Regions from separate parts of the Bombyx mori genome. Here region 2 is linked to region 1. The links are chromatin contacts, called in public Hi-C maps. All regions are on one chromosome and are shown on one strand. Each heading gives the region's core, a stretch centred on a gene start, on an enhancer-like site or on the middle of the called end of the contact. The rest is flanking DNA. Distances are from core to core; before and after follow the strand shown. Region 1 holds the start of LOC101737703 (glycine cleavage system H protein, mitochondrial). Region 2 holds the start of Rab-10 (small GTP-binding protein Rab10).

Region 1 (3,521 bases), core at 259-2,758:
TAAAGTAGTTCATGGAAGATAAAATTCAAAACTGGATTTCTAACATACAGATCTGAATATTGTGTACTTCGTTTTTTGTTAAACTTGTAATTAATTCAACTTTTTTCTTCCGCCTTGTGTAAAACATATTAAATACTTTGACAAAAGCACACAGTAACAGTCAACTACAGCATATAAATGTATTCATATAAATAAACAAACAAAGTAAACATTGCAAGTACCTTGACTTCTTCGATCTCTACTACTTCCGGTGTTTCTCTAAAGAAATGGCACTGTAATTTACACAAATAATTGTGCAGAACATTCGAATTAAGTCCATAATAACAAGCCACACATCCCAACACATAACTAAACGCAAAAGTTACGAAGTGAAATCTGTAAACAAAAAACTGGGTTAAAAACTATTCGAATGTGATAGTTCACTTACAAAATGGGTATTACGTTATATAGACCTGTAATAATAAATAACAGCAAAAGAGGCACTAGTAATTCCGAAGCAAATAATATAATTTTGATTAACAAAATTTTCTACAAACTTATTTTGACATCTTTCAGTCATGGTTCGCGAAATACAAGTCGTCTCGTCACTGACGTTTATTTAGATTGACGGCCTTGACGTTTGTCACGTTAAAGATTTAAATGGGGATGCCTGACTAATTCCGAAAAATAAAAAAATAGTTCCAAATCCGATTACATTTCAAAATATAATATAATTTATCTTGATGGTTTTATTAAATGTCCTACATGGTGGTGAATAAAAATAAGGACTTAATTTTTTACCTAAAAAACTTAAAAAAGGTCAGTCTGTAATAAAAAATAAATGACCGAAGTCTGAATACCCAAGGGTTTCAGTAACAAATGAACATGATCTTAATGAAGTCATCACATAACACTAGGTATGTACCAGGTATGTACCAGTGTACCTGCTTACTACTAAACAGAAAAATATTTTATTATTGAAACCGTTAAAATATTTGTTAGCAGTGGACAGCGGCTTGACTGTGCTGCTAATTTTACTAATGTCCACGATAGATAGTGACCACTTGCCAACACTTGGACCCCGCTGTCAGGTGGCTCATTGCTTAAAAAGCCAATAAAAATAATTGTGCGTTTTCCAAAACTAAAATGTTTTACACACAATATTATTAAACAGGTTCTTCGCACAATTTTGGCATTTAATGAAGAAGCACTAAGAAATGCTGTTAGTTGGGAAGGGCGGGTCAGTCGTTATATTACAGAGACTTACAATTGACGTTTCGAGATGAGTGGGGCCATTTATGTTGTTGGTGTCTATGGGCTGCGGTAACTACTTAACACCAGACGTGAGGTATACCTTTAGGCAAAAAATTGACATTTACCCGAACACAAGCAGTGCTTTCTACCACCGAGATGAAACTGTACAACCCTCAGAACTAAGCAGTGACATTTTTCATTTCACTCCACATTATCATTTTTCATAAAATTAAGAATTTAAATTAAAATGAAACATGACTTAAGAGTCTTAGTTACCAGGTCATAAATAAGATCCTTTAAAAAAAATAAGCAGCTGACAAATGTCAAATTTCAAAAGGAATAATAAAGATAACCTCATTTTATTTGAATTGCTTTAATTTTTAATTCTATTAAAAAGCACACCCATAGATTATACACTTAATATATTCGAAGCACACCTAAAATTCCAGATTACATTTAGATACCAAAGTATTCGATTTGTGATCTACAAAAAATACTGACAGTGAGTTTAATAATTATTTTTGTTTTAATTTTTTCTCATAAAAAACTATATTTTCATCTTAGTTAAGAGTCAACAAATACAGATCAAAATCGCTCTCGATTTATCAAAACGCAGAATTTCTCAATTGTAGTTTTTAAGAATTTTTTTTTCTTTTTTTTTTGTTGCCCTTGTAGGCAGACGAGCATACGGCCCACCTGATGGTGAGTGGTTACCGTTGCCCATGGACTTCAGCAATGCCAGGGGCAGAGCCAAGCCGCTGCCTACCGCAAATGTAGATAGTACCAGATTAGAAGTTAGTGGAATATATTTTCAGTCTCAATTAAGGCTTTATTACACTTTATCATCTATACATGATTTTATGGTTACTAAGAATTTTAATGGTTAATGAGAGCTCAGCAAGAAAACTGTCATTTTATTTTGAATCGAAATCTCAATTTTCTTGTACTAAATGGATATATCAAACAAAACAAAATCACATCTACCTGCAAATCCAGTGCAGGATTGAAGCAAATTTATGAAATTAATTTAAAATATGAAATTTGCAATGACATGTTTATCCTATAATTTGTTTTATCATAATAATCATGGTTTCCTATGTCATTTGGCCATTATATCAGTACATAATACATACTGATTACATGCTATTAACATACTTTCAGTCATATTAATAATTGTATTGATAAATAAAATCATTTCTCATCCTACATCCTACATTATCTAAAATGGTTACTTTGACAGTTTTTTATTAGCTTCATATATGTTTTGTCTGAAGATTGTTGCATTGTCTTTTTGTATTAATTTTTGTAATAATTGTGTTTTATTATATTTTTATTTATGTCATTTAACTACTAGTACAACACTAAAAGTATTTTATTTTAATTTTTTTTAAGGGATTTTATGACCTGGTAACTAAGAATTTTATTTACATCTTTCAGATAAAATGGCAATACAGAGATGCTTATTACAAATAGTGAAAACTTACAAATTAAGGCATCATTTACAGTCAAACATCAGACAAACATACTGTATGTTATGCCTGAAGTACAGCACAGGTGGATCATCAAGGAAATATACTGATAGACATGAATGGGTTACAATAGACAAAGATATAGGTACAGTTGGGGTTAGCGAATATGCCCAAGAATCTCTTGGTGATGTTGTTTTTGCACAGCTGCCAGACCCCGGAACAGACCTTAAAGCTGGTGATGAGTGCGGTGCCTTAGAAAGTGTGAAAGCTGCTAGTGAAATCTATTCTCCATTATCTGGTACTGTTACGGAGAAAAATAAAGATGTAGAAGACAAACCCGCACTAATAAATACATCTTGTTATGACAAAGGATGGTTGTTTAGGTTGAAAATAATTAAGCAAAGCGAGATAAATGATCTCATGACTGAAGAAGAGTACAAGAAATTTTTGGAAACAGATGCTGAGAAACCAGAATAATTTAAGTTGAATTAGATAGAGGCTATTTATTTCAAATGTTGAATCTTTGTTTTTTAATAATTAAGGGGACAAATAAATGTTAAAAATATATTTCTTTTTAAATTGAATATTCTTCTTATTTTGCTTCACTTGATCCAACAAGTATGTAAAAAATAAGTAATGATAAATTAAAAAAGCCATTATAAATTTTAATACTATATTTCAGAGTAAAAAAACACAGTAGTGCATAATATTTATTAGTGCACTTTAATACAAAATACAATTGGTAAATACAGGTCCACAAAACTTTGGTATTACATTTAAGTGTAGATAACTTTAATGACCAAAAAACCCTAATTGACA
Region 2 (3,521 bases), core at 396-2,895, 900 kb after region 1:
GCTGTCAAAGCTAAAATAAGTAATTACTGTAACAATTGTTGCTTTTCACAATGTTTGACACTCACTCTTTTTTTTGCTTTATAACATTTAAAATTCATGTAAATAATTAATTGTCAACTGTAGGTACTTACTGCTTCACCGCGCTCCTTGCTGACAACACGTTTCTCCTCCATATCACATTTATTGCCAAGTATCATCTTTTCCACATCCTCGTTTGCATGCTAAAGAAAAGATTTTTTGTCAATATAATCTTGTAGACCTTCAGTAAACATAATGCCATAATAGCAATAATTTACTAAGCTTAACAAATTACTGTTATTTTTTAATGTTCATATTTTGTGACCTTACTGTTAATAGGCAATACTAATATTTTCTCAATGCCACAGAGACTGAGCATGGATAATTTTTAAATTGTCTCATATTAAATCACATTTATAAAGTAACATTTCAATAACAATATTTTACTGTTACTTAAATTGCTATTATTAAACGTGTCTCTACCAAAAAATTTTGTTATAGTGAGTTCTCAATATTTCAGAGTTGTAAGTATCACAGATAATAGTTAGACCAACACTAAGGTTATTGCAAAGAACTACTACAACTCAAAGAATAACTGTTGAAAGTTTACAAGAGTTATTAATGCTAAGAATTGACTGTACAAGTAAATTTTTGTTTGTGAGAACTGATGCAAAACGATAAATAAGTTATGTTAGTTTTACCTTGGTTCACTAGTTATCAAACTAAATTGTTTTTTAATCAAGGACTTTGACCTCATTGAAATTTGTTTTCATTTCATTTATATATTCAAACCAAACTTATTACCAATGTAACTGGCAATATTGCAGCTTTGTGGTTACAATCATTATTCTGTCTAAAACTTCTGCGGTAACTATTTTCAGTACTGCAGTTACATAATATTGACTAGTGAATTTAGCATTTGAGCTATAGCCCAAATTAGGGGATTAATTTTTTCACTAGTGTCACACAGTTTTTATAGAATTTGTTTTATATCTCACATTCTTTGACTATTCAATTTAGGTCCCTTGATATTGATTAAATAACGAAATGTGAAGGAAATGAGTCATTACATATTTGTTGTTACAAACCTCGTCTATATTTCGTAACCATTTAACGATATCATCAAATGTTTTTTCATTTGTTATGTCGTATACGAGCATGATGCCCATAGCGCCGCGGTAATACGACGTCGTGATGGTGTGGAAACGCTCCTGCCCAGCAGTGTCCCATATCTGGAGCTTTATTTTCTTACCCCTTAATTCCACTGTCTTTATTTTGAAGTCGATACCTAAAAATTTAAATTATTGTAAAAGTAGTTACGTTACGTTCAAAGAATTGTTCAATTATTATTGAATAAGTACAGTTTTTAATATTTTATGAAGACAAATCTCCAGTTATTACCGGCACGAGTGCAAGATAGGAAATTAAGAAAATAACAAGGTGGTTCCTACCTATCGTCGAAATAAAAGTCGTTGTGAAGTGGTTATCTGAGAACCTAAACAATATGCACGTTTTTCCAACTCCGGAGTCACCGATGAGAAGCAGTTTGAATAACAAGTCGTATGTTTTTTTGGCCATTTTACAAATTTATTCGTTTTATAAAACAGATATCAAGGATCCAAAATATCCAACCCAAAATATGACAGATCAAAATTTTGTTGCCACTCATTCAGTGCTCCTTTTTTCCAGTATGGCAAACTTTTAGCGGTTTTGCATAATTAATTTAATTGTTTAATTTTTATGGGATTTTATGACCTGTAAGCTAAGACTTTTAAGTCATATCTTATTTTTATTTACATTCTTATTTTTGTGAAAAATGATAATATGGAGTGAAAAGAAATGAAATTAAGATGATTAATATGAGACATTTATCAACTGGGATGAAATTAAATGAAATGAGATGATATGGGACGAAATATAATCTTAGTAAAATGGTGGCCATTTAGTGAGATTTTTTCAGTGGAATTTTTGGAGGATCCCGAGAAGCTACTTCCCAGCGACTTTGTTTCATTTTCCCACATTTGTGCACTTTCACAGATATTAACCAGTTAATAAACTACCGTAATTATATACACATTTAAATCTGAAGAAACACTAAATAGACAAATAAAACAAATCACACAACTTCACTCCTCGTGTTTCCGCCAAAAAATTAATAAATTTAGTAAAGCCATGACTGCCCATTGACTGCCAGTTTTCAAAATAAAATTCCATCAATTAATATATGTGTATCATGATTCCATCCATTGTCAAATGCCCAGAGAGTTAGTAGGTACTACAAGAACTCCATGCAAATGAGCATTTCTCAAAAAATTTGACGGTAATTTTAAAAATCATCTTAAAATATAATATGAATATTTAGGACATATTATGTTAAATACAGCAAGCTAAATCTAAACAGATTCTTAATTCCCGATTGGTTTTGTGTTTTAATAGAGTTTTTACACAAAATAACAGTAAAATATTAGTCAAGGATGAAATAAAAGTTCTTATTTTAGTACTTGGAAATGATTGAAAACCTTAAAGAAAGACGCAGACTGTATTATAAATTTATGTTTTTCTATGGCTTGGTACCGAGACCTTTAAGTCGAGTCTTATGTTTACTTCTTTTAATCTATTTATTCATAATTAAGACAAACTTAAACTAACTTTAAATTAGCATATTTTTTATAAATATCTTTTTCGCTCGCATTTCTCCTAAAATATCCAATGAATTTAATAGTGAAAAATCTAGCGATTGTAATACTACGGAGCTCTAAATCTAATACCTAATATGAGAGCGCCATTCATAATCTATGGTTAAACATACAATGGGCATAGATTCCCTTGTCTTTCCTAATAAGGAAAAATTGTATCAAAAAAAAAATCTATGGTTGTTGTGTTTGCCCTGCGTCGCTTTTGTCGTTTATTGATCGATAGTTTTTGTTCCCTCTCTTTTACTCATTTATTAATGGTGTCTTGGTTGTGCTGCTTCGAAATTCAATAAAATCGAATTATACAACAAACAACGGAATTTGGTTTTTTTTAGTGTCCATATAAAATACTCATGTGAGAAAAAGTGTGGTGATAGCTTAGTTTTTAGTTTTTTTTTAGAAGTAAATCGATTGAAGATGCATCGTCGAGGCGGGAAACGTATACGGATGGACGATCCTCCACCGGAGTATGTAAATCCTATGACTCCGGCTACTCCTATGACGGACTATGGTGGCCAATCTGTCCATGAACCTGAAACGCCTAATGTGAACTATAGTGGCTTTAATACTGGTGCAGTAGCTAACTCGACGGCAGTGGAAGCGCCACGAGAGGAAGCTGAAGAATCGCATCACGAGGAAGAGGAACCGAGGTCTCCATCTCCGACCCTCAAGCGGGTGACTCGAAGTCGAGGTAGACGCGCAGATGGTGGTTATGTGGGGCGATTGGCGGAGTCTCCGCCGCCACCGCCTATACGACGTCGAGGCCGCGGTGTCCGTGGTCGTGGCAGAGGACGAGGTGCCGCTCCACCT

What was found. Hi-C and Micro-C count contacts between places; a contact is called where the count stands out from the background.
Region 2: a Hi-C map of middle silk gland shows a contact between it and region 1, with 2.8 times the contacts expected there. The contact joins the promoter of Rab-10 here to the promoter of LOC101737703 in region 1. A contact is called at or near these places in 3 of 7 Hi-C or Micro-C datasets (middle silk gland, posterior silk gland and whole pupa).

The regions. Positions count from the first base shown.
Region 1 is chr11:18,606,600-18,610,120 of ASM3026992v2, forward strand. LOC101737703 (glycine cleavage system H protein, mitochondrial) reads left to right here and starts at 1,509. Exons shown (of 2, transcript XM_062671276.1): 1 at 1,509-1,735; 2 at 2,671-3,286. The coding sequence starts at 2,676. The coding sequence ends at 3,179. The region is part of intron 20 of LOC101736905; the gene reads right to left.
Region 2 is chr11:19,502,404-19,505,924 of ASM3026992v2, forward strand. It overlaps Rab-10 (small GTP-binding protein Rab10), which reads right to left and starts at 1,646. Exons shown (of 4, transcript NM_001098352.2): 1 at 1,470-1,646; 2 at 1,107-1,306; 3 at 132-221. The coding sequence starts at 1,596. LOC101743029 (cohesin subunit SA-2) reads left to right here and starts at 2,884. Exons shown (of 21, transcript XM_004927037.4): 1 at 2,884-3,521. The coding sequence starts at 3,129.